Linked DNA regions of Pan troglodytes: region 2 is linked to region 1. Evidence: chromatin contacts called from public Hi-C data. All regions are on one chromosome and are shown on one strand. The core of a region is the stretch at or near the end of the contact, and the rest is flanking DNA. Distances in the headings are between cores, read along the strand shown. Region 1 holds the start of ZGRF1 (zinc finger GRF-type containing 1). Region 2 overlaps ANK2 (ankyrin 2).

Evidence for each region. Hi-C and Micro-C count contacts between places; a contact is called where the count stands out from the background.
Region 2: a Hi-C map of induced pluripotent stem cells shows a contact between it and region 1, with 2.2 times the contacts expected there. The contact joins the enhancer-like site here to the promoter of ZGRF1 in region 1. A contact is called at or near these places in 4 of 7 Hi-C or Micro-C datasets (blood, induced pluripotent stem cells and stem cell-derived neural progenitor cells), 1 of 1 datasets of contacts at active chromatin or transcription factors (stem cell-derived excitatory neurons) and 1 of 1 other capture datasets (stem cell-derived neural stem cells).

Annotation. Positions count from the first base shown.
Region 1 is chr3:114,099,466-114,102,708 of NHGRI_mPanTro3-v2.0_pri, forward strand. ZGRF1 (zinc finger GRF-type containing 1) reads right to left here and starts at 1,513. Exons shown (of 27, transcript XR_010156669.1): 1 at 968-1,513. It overlaps LARP7 (La ribonucleoprotein 7, transcriptional regulator), which reads left to right and starts at 1,071. Exons shown (of 13, transcript XM_063809758.1): 1 at 1,071-1,356.
Region 2 is chr3:114,416,147-114,419,251 of NHGRI_mPanTro3-v2.0_pri, forward strand. All of the region lies in intron 1 of ANK2 (ankyrin 2), which reads left to right. Among named protein-coding and RNA genes, the nearest start is that of ANK2, 250 kb to the left of the region's middle. Within about 2 kb of position 1,820, at least 6 of the 24 cell types and tissues checked have an H3K27ac peak or open chromatin away from gene starts, as enhancers often do. A contact at or near this core is called in induced pluripotent stem cells and stem cell-derived neural stem cells, where this site is marked.

The DNA of each region.
Region 1 (3,243 bases), core at 263-2,762:
TCTGGAATGTACAGTTTAAAAAGAACTGAGAAGACTGAAACTCTTAAAGGATGGTTAAATTCGATTATAGGAGAAAACCTAAAAAAAAAAAAGCTAACTGGATCTTTTAAAATTTAGAAGAGCTCTAATACTTATTCATTGAAAGTCAACACCCTTTCTTATCTTAGTATTAATCAGAAAAAATTATTTTAGACAACAGCATCATATATATTTAAGTGAGATGCAAAGATAGAGTTTTTTCCAAGTGTTCATCTGTCCACGTCTACCAGACAATTCACCTGTTGACCGACTTCTAGTAGGTGAAAGATTAATCTCCAAATAAGTTTTTAAAGACCCCAGATGTTCTGTGATAATTATATACATACATACATACACACAGATATACGTACATACACACATATACGTACATACACATTGTGCTACTATAGGTACGGACACAATATATATACATAAAACTCGGTGTTCTCAGTGAAGTATGAGCCATTATTCATTTAAATACAAGATATTTTTCCTTTTTTTTTAAACAAGGAGTATTTTTTGAACCTAAACCTGAACCTCTAAATAGTTCGGATAACAAAGTTTTGGAATCACGAACTCAACATTGTTAACAAACCATCCAGTCCAAATAAACAAAGGAAACCCACATCTCATTTGCCAAGATTCTAATAACCATAATCCTGTCACCAAATGACAATGGAGACTTGATACTTTCTCAGTCCTAAATACAAACAGCAAAGCCCTCTTTGGTCCTCATATCTACTCGAAATTGCAAAGCAAGGCCTGGGAAAAACGGTGAAGAGGCACCACTTATTACAAGCAGTCCGAGTAGCTGTGACTGCGACCACCCCAATCCTAGTTCCAAACAGCATCCTTCCCGGTTCTCTTCTTAAGGAGCAGAGTCTTTCGTCCCTTCGCCCCAAATCGCTCAAGTCATTCCTAGGAAAACCCGAGAAACACTTCACCTCACCTGTCAAATTGCACAAAATCCACTTTCGAATTTCTCCCGCGAAACAATGTGACGTCATTAACGCGGGACCTCACCAGATGAGGACCCAAAACTTGGCCCGCCCACCTCCGCCTAAGCCAAAAACCGCCGCTTTCAAATCGCCAATCAAATTCTTCCTTGGCTTCGAGTCTCTCAGCCGGCTGCGCTCTCCGATGCCCAGCCCTCCTGGAACCACCTCGCCTGTGACGTAGGTGGCGCGCGCACTGCCTCCGGGCCCGTCTTTCTCAATTGGGACCGGAAAACGTTGTCGCTCATCCTATGACGCGAAAGTAACCAAGGCTATCAGGATCCGGAGACGGAAAGGTCCGAAGGCCGCAGTACTTGACCCTGTATTTTGGGAGTCGAACGGAGTAAGTTACAAGCGGCCTATAGGGTCGCACAGCTTGGGCGAAGTCTAATTAACTCTCCGTCCTTTTTCTTGCGGTCCACTCTATCATCTATCGTCCTTCTTACCCCGCCCCCCCGTCCTGCACACCCATCAGTTCCTTGGCCTAGTTATTTATGCGCACGCGCAAAAGTCGTCGGCAGCACTTGTAGTTCCTGTTTTCAGAGAGTAGGGGCGCATAGGGGCCCGGCGTGGGGAGGTTTGGGGCGCGCCCAGCCTATGACGGCGTCTTTGCGGAAGTACGGGTGCCGAGAGAAGCAGTAGTCAATAAAGAGAGTGCCGTATTTCGCAGATTGGAGCTGAGCTGTGGCTGCCAGAGGATAGCGAACGTGAGGATTTATATTCTAAAATTATCATCTTCTTTTGCAGGACTCTGCCATCGTCCTTAAAGAGTAAAAAATCCAGTTACGGAAGGGAACTAACACGTGCTAGATATGGTGTGCAGAGTGCGTTAGCAAAGAAACTTAAGAGAAAACAAATGATAGGACACAGGGTGGTGGAAGATCTCAAAGAGTAAGATGCCATTTAACCTGGGCCTTGAAAATTTAATAAGGAAATTTAGACGAGAAGATTCAGACAAAGCAGAAGACACAGGCCACTACGTGTTGAGGGACTTGAATTGTAAGCAGTGACCAGAACAATGATTCTTAACCTGTTGTGGCACACTTCTTTTGAAAACTTAATTATATGGATTAGCTTCTCAGGAAAACGTGCATGCACCTATTAAAACATTTTGCGAGGCTGGGCACGGTGGCTCACGCCTGTAATCCCAGCACTTTGGGAGGCCGACGCGGGAGGATCACTTGAGGTCAGGAGTTCGAGACCAGCCTGGCCAATATGGCAAAATCTCGTCTCTACTAAAAACACAAAAATTAGCGGGGAGTGGTGGTGCACACCTGTAGTCCCAGCTACTCAAGAGGCTGGGTTGGGAGAATCGCTTGAACTCGGGAAGCAGAGATTACAGTGAGCCGGGATCGCGCCACTGCACTGCAGCCTGGGCCACTGAGAGAGGCTGCGTCTCCAAACAAACATTTTTCATATAATTTCCTCAAGAGAAATTACGAAATACTTTTAAATAGCAAACACACACAAATGACTTGGTGTCTTGTCTGACTCACTCTTCCAAGTTATCTATGTCTTTCGTGGTCTTTGAACTATTTTTCAACCGTGTAACTCGCTACAGCATCATGGAAATTAGGTTTGTCCAGTAAAGATGCAATTAATTATTGTCCTGAGCAGTATTTATTAATATTCATTTCAACGTTCCTGATTGCCTGTGTACCTGCTTTTTAAATTCTCCTTTGAACTGGTTTTTAGCACTTCACTGGTTCCCTTATTTACAGTCAAGCACCACATACCGACAGACCGCATGTATGACAGTGGTCCCATAAGATTATAGGTGAGTTAGGCGATAGTACCTAGGTTTGTGTGAATACATCATAGAATAACTACATACGCAATGATGTACTTACTCACCTGACTGTGCATTTCTCAGAATGTGTCCTTGTCGTTAAGCAACCCATGACTGTGCTTAAATCTTTACCGTGTATTCATTTTATATTTGTACAAGAGTCTTCATTTTACCTTATCTTTAAAATGTATCATTTACAATTTAATGGAGCCCACTAGAATTCTTGTCCAGCCAAAATTGCATGGACTTCAGATTAAGAATTCCTGAGTCAGAATATAGAGTCCGTGGTGATAAATTGCGGGAAATTCTACCAAAAGGTAGACAATGTGGGATCAAACATACCTGGGACAACTTACTTAGCTAGCTTTGGCCAAGTCACTCAAACCTTTTTGAGTTTTTGTGTTAAGAAGATGGAAGAAACTGCTACCTAGTGGGATTGTG
Region 2 (3,105 bases), core at 570-3,069, 320 kb after region 1:
ATGTAATCATTGCTACAGTACATAAAAGATATCCGTAACTCCAAGAGTTGAGGAGCTTATTAACCCTAATTTTGTCTTTTATGTCCATATTCTCCTCTGTCCCACCCCCCTTCCCCATTGGGACCTCTAAATGGGTGGATATCTAGGGTTTGATGAGCAGGCTAGTTGTATGCATATGATAATTGGTACGTGATTCCAGGGTTAAAGTTCAGCATAGAAAAAAAATGAAAAGATTAGCTTGTTTGCAATGAAGAGAGCTGAGGCAGATAACAGAATAAATACATGACTTGTAGAGAATGTAAGAGGGAATGTGAGAGGTAGCTAATCAGTGGACTGACCTTACCTTTAAGGAAAATTATCTAATTCAGGTAGCTCTCCCTCTGAGAGTTGATTATCTTTTAGGAAAAAGTACCTTTCTGAAAAAGGCAGTGTCGTATTGACAGTTGACTTTCTTAGACCAAGAGTGTGATAGGCAAGAATTTATATGAGTTATTACAAAATATTTAAGCAACTGTGTATCAGTTAGAATGGGCTACGTTGTGCTGTAGTAACAAATAGCCCCTAACCTTAGTGGCTTACAATCACAAAGGTGTATCTTTTCCTCATACCACATGTATCTTGGGTTGGCAGGGGCTCTGCTCCACATTGTCTTCATTTGAGGCAGAGCTTCCACCATCTGGAATAATGCTGCCTGGCCTGGCACTAGGAATAAACATGACAAAATGTGTTCTGAGTGTGAAAGAGTTCTTCCTAGAAGTGATGCATGTTACTTTGGCTCACATTTCATTGGCCAAAGCAAGTGTAGGAAAGGGCTGTCCCATCTTGTGCCCAGAAGGAGGAGAATCAGAAATACTGGTGAATTGCACCTCTCAAAACCAAAAAGAGTAAATAATATTTCTGACTACCATTTAGTATCAAGATTTTAAAAGTAATAATTAGGTGAGGAAAAATAGACATAGTGCCTCATTACAAAAATTATTTAATAAATCGTAGGGTCAGAGCTACCTTTTCTGATTGGTAACCACAAGCAGTCATTCTAAGAAGCGGACTTGGGAATGCATCTGTACACATCAGTTTGAGGAACCTTGACAAAACCGAAAAGAATCTATTAATTCCACATAATCCCTGCAAAAAAGGCTTATTTCCTTTGTCACTGGGTAAAATAATTCAACATGAGTACATTGACAGACACAGGACACCACCCCTGCCAAGAATTCAGTTCAACAGACTCCAGTTTGAAAAATATAACCATATAGTCTTTATCATGAGTGATGGTTGTCTTATAATGCCCATTTTACACATGAGAAGCCGAAGCTTTAAGACATTATGTCACCTTTCCCAAGTTACACAGCTCAGAAGTGACAGAGCCTTGCCTAGAACCCATGTTCCTCTGACATCAAAGTGCATGCTCTCATCCGTATACTCTGCTACCTTGCAACAAGACTGGCACAGAGAAATACCTGAACCCGGGGTGGTTCAGGAAACAGTGACTGGGAGAGAGTTAGTGTAGCTGAGTCAGCTGGACCCAGGAGAGGAGGCAATGATCTTGTCACTCTGCAAGTAATCATGCTCATAATCTTAGTAGAACAAAGAAGTTGTTTTTAAATTAGTGATTTTCTGGGCTCAGGCTCCAGAAGCTCAGTTGCCTTTCCTGAACTTTGAGAGGGGTTTGTTGCCTTTCTTCGGCTTTGAGAGGGGCTTGTTGAGCGGGAGACAGGAATATCCCAGAACACAAACACCAGAGCCTTTCCTGGAAAGGAGCCCATGCCAACAGAGTCTGCATCCCCATGCCTGCCTGTGGTGGGGTGGAGGATGGGGTCGGCTTTCAGGAGCTGGAGCACTGAGGAGTGAGCAAGCTGTGATGCTGTTAGCCTGCCGCCTGTCCTAAGTGCAGCCCAAGTCAGAGCAGAGGTGCAGATGGCCAGGGCTTGTGAGGATTCTTGTAAATTGAAGACTGTCTATAATTTGATTAAGGCGCAGACAGCTAACGGATCTTTAAAGGAGTGTTTAAATCAAATCACCAAACAAGGAAGGTGGAATCTGGGGAGAATTAGAAGGCAAACGTGGTGGTGTTCTCATCAATCAGATGCAGCTGTCCATGCACTATTTCTAAGTTACAAATAAATTAAGTTTATACAGGAAACTGGGAGCATATCAGATTAGCTAATTTTGGAATTCATAAGTGTAAAAATCTAATTTTGCTTAAAATTAACTACTAAACAGTGACAGGTACAATGCCAAGTTCTTAGACAGTTGTTTTGAATCCATATACAACGTTATGAGATAGGTATGATAATTCTATTTTAGAGGTAAGCTGACTGAAACCTGAAGAGATTATGTAATTTCCCCAAAGTTATAAAGCTAGAAAGTAGTAATGTTCTTCAAACATGTGCTTTCTTTTAAAATGCACTTCCTTAGGTGATTGTGCTCAGTGGATCAATTATTCTTTTAAGTTGAAGAATAAAAGCTTTTCTTAAGATCCCTACTCAACCCATATTTTCTAGACAACCTTTGCCAGTTAACTCTGGTATGAAGCTGATGCAGAAACAACAAATCAGTATGATTTTCTCTTGCATGATTCATTCTTGTGAATGGGTATTGCATGCTTGTTGGGTCCATATTTTCTTCACATAATATTTTATTCTCTTTGGGGGTAGGAGCCATAACTAAACAGTTATTTAACCCCCATTATTCTTAATGTTGTGCCCTTCAATGAATGGCTGATTTTATGAAGCGTAGTTACTTTATGATTAGGCATTTTATGTCGCTCATTAAGAGATGACTTATGACCAAAGTTTTAATGGAAATCTTTGCTTTGGGATCCTGCTATCACCTAAGGTGCTTACAATTTGTTCTGAGTTATGCCACAAAATGACTACAATTATTTACCTATATTTCCGTAAGCTTAAAGTTTGGAAAAGCGAAGCATGCAGGCATCTGGACCAAAGCTGCAGAGAGAAGATGACTGAAATTTGCACAAATGAAACTTATAAATGTATTGTTTTCAGACCATTAGAAGGTATATATTTAATATAGATATATATAATAGAGTTTAGAACATTAATATATAAAATGAAAATAAGTGGGTGCTGTTTCTAGTAACTA